Regions from separate parts of the Mus musculus genome. Here region 2 is linked to region 1. Evidence: chromatin contacts called from public promoter capture Hi-C data. All regions are on one chromosome and are shown on one strand. The core of a region is the stretch at or near the end of the contact, and the rest is flanking DNA. Distances in the headings are between cores, read along the strand shown. Region 1 holds the start of B230219D22Rik (RIKEN cDNA B230219D22 gene). Region 2 has its middle 46 kb from the start of Gm31542.

Evidence for each region. Promoter capture Hi-C pulls out the DNA fragments that hold promoters and counts their contacts.
Region 2: a contact with region 1 is called in a promoter capture Hi-C map of second pharyngeal arch cranial neural crest. The contact joins the enhancer-like site here to the promoter of B230219D22Rik in region 1. A contact is called at or near these places in 4 of 39 promoter capture datasets (cranial neural crest, frontonasal cranial neural crest, maxillary cranial neural crest and 1 more), 3 of 484 Hi-C or Micro-C datasets (cerebellum, embryonic stem cells and palatal mesenchyme), 10 of 115 datasets of contacts at active chromatin or transcription factors (cardiomyocytes, craniofacial prominence, embryonic basal ganglia and 5 more) and 1 of 9 other capture datasets (pancreatic islet).

What each region holds. Positions count from the first base shown.
Region 1 is chr13:55,691,202-55,695,063 of GRCm38.p6, reverse strand. It overlaps B230219D22Rik (RIKEN cDNA B230219D22 gene), which reads right to left and starts at 1,940. Exons shown (of 2, transcript NM_181278.2): 1 at 1,717-1,940.
Region 2 is chr13:55,954,251-55,958,112 of GRCm38.p6, reverse strand. No RefSeq gene overlaps it. Among named protein-coding and RNA genes, the nearest start is that of Gm31542, 46 kb to the right of the region's middle. Within about 2 kb of position 2,157, at least 9 of the 459 cell types and tissues checked have an H3K27ac peak or open chromatin away from gene starts, as enhancers often do. A contact at or near this core is called in craniofacial prominence and second pharyngeal arch cranial neural crest, where this site is marked.

The sequences.
Region 1 (3,862 bases), core at 691-3,190:
GAGCTTCATAGAAAGCAAAAAATGAGGTAGTAAGGTGGGAGTTCTTTCTCTTACACACGGGACTTCCAGATATAGAAAAAAATATTCTTTTTAAAAAGCTTACTTATATACATATGCGTACTCCATTTGCATGTATGTCTGCATGATAAAAGAGGGCATCAGATCCCATTATTTAGATGGTTGTGAGCCACAATGTGATTTCTGGGAATTGAACTCAGGACCTCTGGAAGACCGACTAGTGCTCTTAACCACTGAGCCATCTCTCCAGCCCAGAAAAAATATTCTTACAACCTATTTCGGCACTATAAAGTCCGTTGTGTATAAAACCACCACATATATTTACATGCATGATAAATTTCAGCATTTGGCTAACACATTAGCATTAATGCCTACCTCTTTCCACTCTAAGACCTACCTGCTGATAATTCTTTGGTTTGCTTTTGGGGATTTTTAATTTTTGAGGTTTGTCTTCATAACAATCCTCCTGCCTCACCAAGAAAGTAATGGGTGTAAAGGTGTTAACCAACATGCTTGGTCAGCTATTACCTTATGTTTTAAATTATGCTTGTCTACATGAGAACAAATGAGTGTGAGTCCCCCCGGGGTGCAACACATGGAGTTACATTTGGTTCCCAGTGCACCGTAGTGCAGGGAGCCAAACCCTACTTCTCTTCAAGCCTGGTACACGCTCTTAACTGCTTTTTTTCCCAGCTATTCTTGGATTCTTTCCATGCAAAGTTCACTAAAATGATGCAGGTTACATTTGAGAAAAGTGGGCGGAGGAATTTCTCTTAAGACGTGGGTGGAACATAAGCTAGGAGTTAACAGAACAAATCGTGTTGCAAAGCAAAGGCTACAGTTGGTTTTGTTTTGTTTGTGGTACTAGGGGTGGACCCCAATGCCTTGCACACATCAAACAAACGAAGAAGCATCTTTTAAAATGGTGCACCGGTAAGTTTAAGGAAGCCAGCGAGGAGTTTCACTGTGACTAAATTAGTAGTTTTGAAGGTCTGCTGCGACCTGCTTTCCCTTAAGTTTTACTGTGGGTGTTTAATCCTGCCGTCTTCCAATGAAACAATCACATTTCTTTCTTTTTTTTTTTTTACCTTGAATGTGGCAGACATTGCTCCCAAAAAAACTATTTTTAGTAAATTCACAAGGCACCTTTAAGCTTTGTAAATATAGCAAAGCTTCAAAGGCCCACACGCCGTTCTCCTCCAAGGATCAAATATCCCACAACCCTCGGTGTTTTGTTACTATCTAGCTAACTACTGTATATAATCACATATGATTTTATAATTCTAAACAAGTGTGGGAGGCCGTGTCAACCACTGAGGATGCTGCTCCGCTCCCGCCTCCCGAGAAGTTTACACAACATAAATAACGGTCTCCTTTGTCTTCTCTGCGCTCCTTAGCCGTGCCCCACGGCGCTTCCCCAAGTCAGCATCCTAACGGGACCCCGAGGCGTTCCCCGCCGCGCTCTCGGGATGCGGGGACGACCGCAGCTCCAGGGCGAGACTGCGGCCCCGCGCCCACCCTGCAGCCCTGGCTGCGCGGCCCGCGCCGTGACTTCCGCTTGCCGCGAGGCCGGCGGGCGCCCGGGCGGAAGTACCGCGGGGAAGGAGGCCGCCCCGGAGGAAGGAGGCGCCCGCGCTCGCCGCCGCATCCCGCATCCCGCTCGCCGGGCCCCGCGCCAGCCGCCGCCCCGCGCCCTACCTCGGCCGCTCGGAGCCCGGCCCTCAGAGCGCCCAGGGGCCGCCCATAGGCAGGAAAGCTCCCGCCCGTTCCGTTCACTCCGGCCGCGCCCGCTCCGGGCGGCCCTGTCCAGTCACGGCAGAGGGCCGGCGGCGGCGGCGGCGAAGGCCACGCCAGCGCCCGACTCCCTGGAGCCCTCACCGCGGGGCCCCGGACGCGGGAGGAAGAAGCCGCCACAGCCCCGGAATGTGAGCGCCGCCTGCGCAGGCGCAGGCACGCCTAAGTATCGCGAGACTCTTCGCGCGGCCCGCGAACGGAGTGCGCAGGCGCGCGCGAAGCGGACGGTCCCTGTGCGGAGCTCCAGTCCCGCCAAGATGAGCGAGCGGATGGTCGGCTCGGTGACTTCCCAGAATGCAGGGTCACTCCGTGACGCAGGCATCGTTTGAAGCCCGCTGCAGTTGTCCAGAAGCCGTTTACACAGCTGTTTGAAAACGATGTTTGCTCATGCCTGTCTGCAGCCCTTAAGACTCATTCATTGTCTGGGGGCTGGAGAGATGGCTCAGTGGTTAGGAGCACAGACTGCTCTTCCAGAGGTCCTGAGTTCAAGTCCCAGCAACCACATGGTGGCTCACAACCATCTGTAAAGGGATCTGATTGCCCTCTTCTGGTGTGTCTGAGAGCTACAGTGTACTCATATACATAAAATGAGTTTGGAGTCAACCTGGGCTACAGAGCATGAACAAACAAAAATAAACCAGCAGAAATGTTAGGCACGGCAATATGAGTAGGCACACGGGTGACTCATCATGGTCAGGGTTCACAGCAGAGGTACCAGTAAAGCTTGCTTCTTTCCTGCAGCTAGCATCTCAGGGGTAAGGTGGAGCTCCCAGCCTTACCTCAGTCTTTGAGAATTTTCTAGCCATGGTACTTACTATCCTTGGGCTTCAAGTTAGCTCATCTCCAGGCAGCAGAAGTATTCCCAAATAAATCTAAAAGAAATGTTGAAAATCCTTAGTCATCATGGAAATGCAAATAAAAATGATTCTGAAATCCCACAATGGCTAAATAAATAAATAACCAACTCAAAACTGGGCAGTGGTGGCGCACGCCTTTAATCCCAGCACTTGGGAGGCAAAAGTAGGCGGATTTCTGAGTTTGAGGCCAGCCTGGTCTACAGAGTGAGTTCCAGGACAGCCTGCCTTGAAACCCTCCCCAAACAAACAAACAAACAAACAAAAAGACTCAGTGTCTGCCCTTTAGTTTCTTAAGGGTGGGTAGGGCAGGACTGCCCATATCCAAACATGAGAATATTCAGATGGTGATGGTGTTAGGGCTCTCAGATGTAAGATGTGTAATAATTAAGGTATTTTATGTGGGGTGCCCTGTAGTATTTAGTTTTTTTTTTTTTTTTAATCCCTGACATCTCTACAATGTGCCATATCCTTTATCCTAAAAGGCGGAACCACTAGCCTAATTCCATTTGGCGGTATTTCCTTCTGAGTCGCTTGGTTGTAGAATTATCCTGGATTCAGAGTTCTTACTATAAGCCCGGAACATGAAATTGATAGTATTGGGCTGGAGTTATGGCTCAGTGGTTAAGAGCACTGACTGTTCTTCCAGAGGTCCTGAGTTCAATTCCCAGCAACCACATGGTGGCTCACAACCATCTGTAATGAGATCTGATGCCCTCTTCTGGTGTGTCAGTGACAGTACACTTACATACAGGAAATAAATAAATAAATCTTGAAAGAAAGAAAGAAAGAAAGAAAGAAAGAAAGAAAGAAAGAAGGAAATTGACAGTCTTCTGTCTCTAAATAGACTTCTGAGGGAAAACCAAAACCTCCCCAGCAGGAGGCAACAATAACCCTAGATTCCCCATGGTACCCAAGGAGCAAACAGCCCCTCTCTTCAAAGGTACTAAAGCGGGCATTAACAACATAGTTTTGCTATTATTGTTTTTTTTTTAATGGAAAAAAAAAACCCACAAATCCCAGAGCTGCCAAGGAGACTCCTGTCTGATAGAGAGAACCACTGGCAGCTGCTCCAATGGGCCTTACTTCGGCCACAACTTAAGAGGAGCCAGCCTAAAGCTTGGAGCTGGCAGCCCAGAAGCAGCTTAGCAGGTGGCTACACTGTAGCAGCTAGACTGCAGAAATCTGGGAGTCAG
Region 2 (3,862 bases), core at 908-3,407, 260 kb before region 1:
TTGATATTTGAGGCTCAAGACGAAATGTGACCTAAAGGAGCAGACCCCTGTGGGTTACGGCCAGACTCTGGGTGGCAGAAGGCCCCATAAAGAGCACTCTATCGTGAGTAAGTTTGCCTAGAGAGCAAGGAATTTTTAGCCTCATTTTTCCTCGCTGTAACCGAGCAGCCCTTCGCCCTGGGTGAGCACCATGGCATCCCCACCTCCCGGGAACATGAGATGACCTCTTATTTCTGGGCAGGTTCTCAGGTCCCCCAGAATAAAGCCAGAGCAAAATGGCTCCTCTCAGAAGGCTGCCACCCCAACCCCTGCCTTTTCCAAACCGGGCCAGCAACACCCAACCCCTGGAAGAGAGAGCGAGCGAGGGAGCTAGCTAGCTAGCGAGAACAGTGTGCTGTTGGGTTAGCCCTGATCTCTTTTGTCTGAGACAGGCACTCTAACCACAAAAAAAAAAAAAAAAACCTACTCTTGCCATTGGCACTGCTTCTATTGCCATAGCAACTGGCTTCTAGAAAGGTGAAGGCATTGGTTTGAGGTTCACAGCCAAATGAACATTTCCACAGCTCTTGTCTGCTCCTCCCGAGTCTCTACCCTTCCACTGGGATCTTCAAGAGCCTAGTCCTGAAGCAGCTGGTTGGTTCTCACCGCTGAACTCTATGCCTGCTGACCCATGCTCCAGATGCCCACTCACCATCCCAGCTGAGACTGGTGAGCCCCGAAGGCTTCCCTTGGGCTTCTGTGCAAGAGAATAGCTGTCAGACTGTGGTCTCTGGAGGAGAGGAAGCAGGAAGAATAGTCTAGCATTCTCATGTGGAAGCAGCCAGTTCAGTGAGCGCCTTGGCCTCATTTAGCCAGAAAACATCAAGCTGGGCTCTGATCACAGAGTCAATGGGACCAAGACACTGATCTGTGTTAATGCTGGCAGCCTGCTAAGGAGAAAGACGATGAGGGCTCCGGCTGCCCAAATTAACCACACCAACTAGACAGTAAAGATTCTGCTACTCAGCAGCCCCAGTAAGGCAGCGTGTGAGAGAGTATGCACACGTCTTCCTCAACACTTCCCCAAATGTGGAGCTCTTTGGGACACTCATGTCCAGCCTCTGGCCCATAGAGGTGACACTTGGCAAAACCATGGAGAAGCGTGGCCTAAAATTTGGCCTCTTGGACACGCTTTTGGCTGCGTCAGTCTCACGAGTTAGGTGATAGTCGTTCCTAACTGTCTGGGTCGGTAACAATTTGCAGTGAGGACCCATTCCGCAAACTCGGAGAGACTGGAGATGGGCTATTAGCCTCAGCCCCTTTCATGTGAAATTACTTCTACTGGCGCTAATATGCCATCATTTGAAAGCCTTAACCCAAGTGGACGGCGCCCATCCCAAGCCAGAGCCGGGACCCAGGCAGCAGGTCCATGTGCTAGCTATTACAGGGTTGTTTGGGCCGTCCCCAGCCAGCATTTGCTGCTGCGCACGCTGAGAACTGCTGTCAGGAAATGTCCTTCTCTAAATTACATAATTGGGGTGTTGGGGAGCGTAGTGAAGGCAGATTAGGACATCACTTGTTCTCCCTGCAAGCAACGATTCCAAGCACATAAGCAAACACTTAAGCTATGCGAACGGTTTAATATTGATTAAACAATGATCTCCAGGTCTAAACTCTAAGCATGGTAGGTAGAAGGCGCTGGAAGGAGAAAAAACAAAGAGCGGCTTAATAGTGCGCATTGATTTACAGAGCAGCGTGCACTTTGACCTGACAGATCAAAATCAGGATTTGCAATGATTACCTGAAATAAAGCCCAGGGTCCCACCCCCTCAAGCTCACCGTGGGGCTGGGGGCTAAAATGATCTAGGTCAGGGGGGTCAAGTTCTTCTCTCAGCAAGACTAGCTTCTCACCCCCCCACCCACTTCCAGAAACTGAGACCCAGGCAAAGTGCTAGCTCAAATTGCATTTCATTTATTGTTTCTAACTACGGGCCACAGACTTCAACTTGATTAGAAAATTGTGCTGGTGCTTCCTGGGAAGAAGAGACCGCGCCTTCCAGAGGAGGTGGAGGAGAAGATCTTCCGCCTACACCAGGTTCTTCCCCATCTTTGGCAGTGCCTCTGACCACACGTCATCCCAGTGCCCAAGCAAGGGCTCAGCAGGAGGAGCAGCTGCAACCAACAGGCAGGCTTCCTGCCGGGAGGCTGGGAGGACAGACAGAGCCCCTGACTCAGTCCTGGGGATCTGCCCTGGTTGTTCCTGAGGTCTTTCCTGGGGTGGGGAGGAGACTGTTAGCATCCTCTGAATCCAGACTTCCTCCTGGCTCAGTCTTTGTGCTTTTACTCTCTGTCCCGCAGCAGAAGACAGAATGAGAAAGAGGCTGAGAGACACCAATCACGATAATAAAAACCAGGGGCGGGATTACTTCGTGCCAAGTGTCTTCTTCTCCTCGTCTGTCTGTCCATCACACAGAAAGCATCACAGGCAATCCTCTCTGTGGTAGGCATCGCTATCTGTTTTGTCCCTGGGACTGGATCACAAGTCTGAAGCTCAGTAAGAGTAAGCTGCCCCAGGATTTGCCACAAGTTTCATAAATTTTCCTAATTAAAAAGAATATATATATATATATATATATATATATATATATATATATATATATAATCATATAGCTTTTAATGTATACTAGGCAATATACTAAAACTTTAAGCTATGAGGTATAATGTTTAATACATCTTTCATTCATTGTTATAATGATTGTTTTCATCTTAAAATGAATAAACTGAGTCACAGGTGGGCTAAGTTATGTGCTCCAGGTGACATTCTGTCACTAAGTTAAGATTCTAACACTGTTCCTCTTGCTCCAAAGTCCAATCCATTCATAGAGCTGAATGCAGTTCTTAACAAAGGAAGGCACACACCGCTCACTACATCTGCTGTGAGCCTCTGTGACAGGACCCACCCGTGTAATGAAGGTAATGGGTGAAGGAAGGCTCTGCTTTGGGCCTCATACCCAGAACCTGATGTGGCTGCAGTCCAGGGACCACTCCCACCATGGTCTCATACTCTGTGCAGAGGGGACTCACAGCTTCTAAGTCTATCAGGAGGCATAGGAGCCTAAGGGTACAGGCTCTGCTCTTCCCTAGCCTCTCCCCCACCTCACTCCAGCTACACCTCTGGAGCCAAAGCCTGGGCGGTATGTGCTGGAAAGCCACCATTACCCTTTCCTCTGAACATCTGCTCAGAAGCCATCTCTACACACAGTCAACCCACACGGCACGTGGCATATGCTCGTCTCTACGGATGTCCTGCAAACCAACCTACCAGGTCAGGACTCACAAGGGACAGCAAAACTGGAGAGTCTGTAAAGATACATTTCTTCTCATTGGTAGGGTCACAATATGTCCAAAGACACTAAATGCATGCCTCCACCTACTGCACACACTGCTGTAAAGAGCTGCCACGTTTGCTATGTGTAGAAAATCCAGTAGGACCACAGGGGACATAGCCATCCATGCCCAGCAAAGCTCAGCCTGGGGCCTCTCGGCCACTAGACCCGGTCCTTAGGGCTAACAGTGACTTTCAAGGACCCTTCTGCTGCTCCCTTGTGACTTGTGACTCACAGGTACTTTAGTCACCCTCCAATCTTTTGTAGTCCCCCCTCGCCCCCCCTCCCCCGGGCAGCTGGACTAAGCAAACAAGCTTGATTTATCTGCCAAAGGCAACCTGATCCTTTTTTACAGATTTAGTATTTGCAAATTTGCATGCCCACTCTGTGTCGTTTGCAATTTGTGAGTCCACACTGATACCACACTCCTGAGCATCAGAAGACATGGGTGAGGAGTGAAAACCCTCTAACCTATTATTCAACATGCCAGTCCAGGC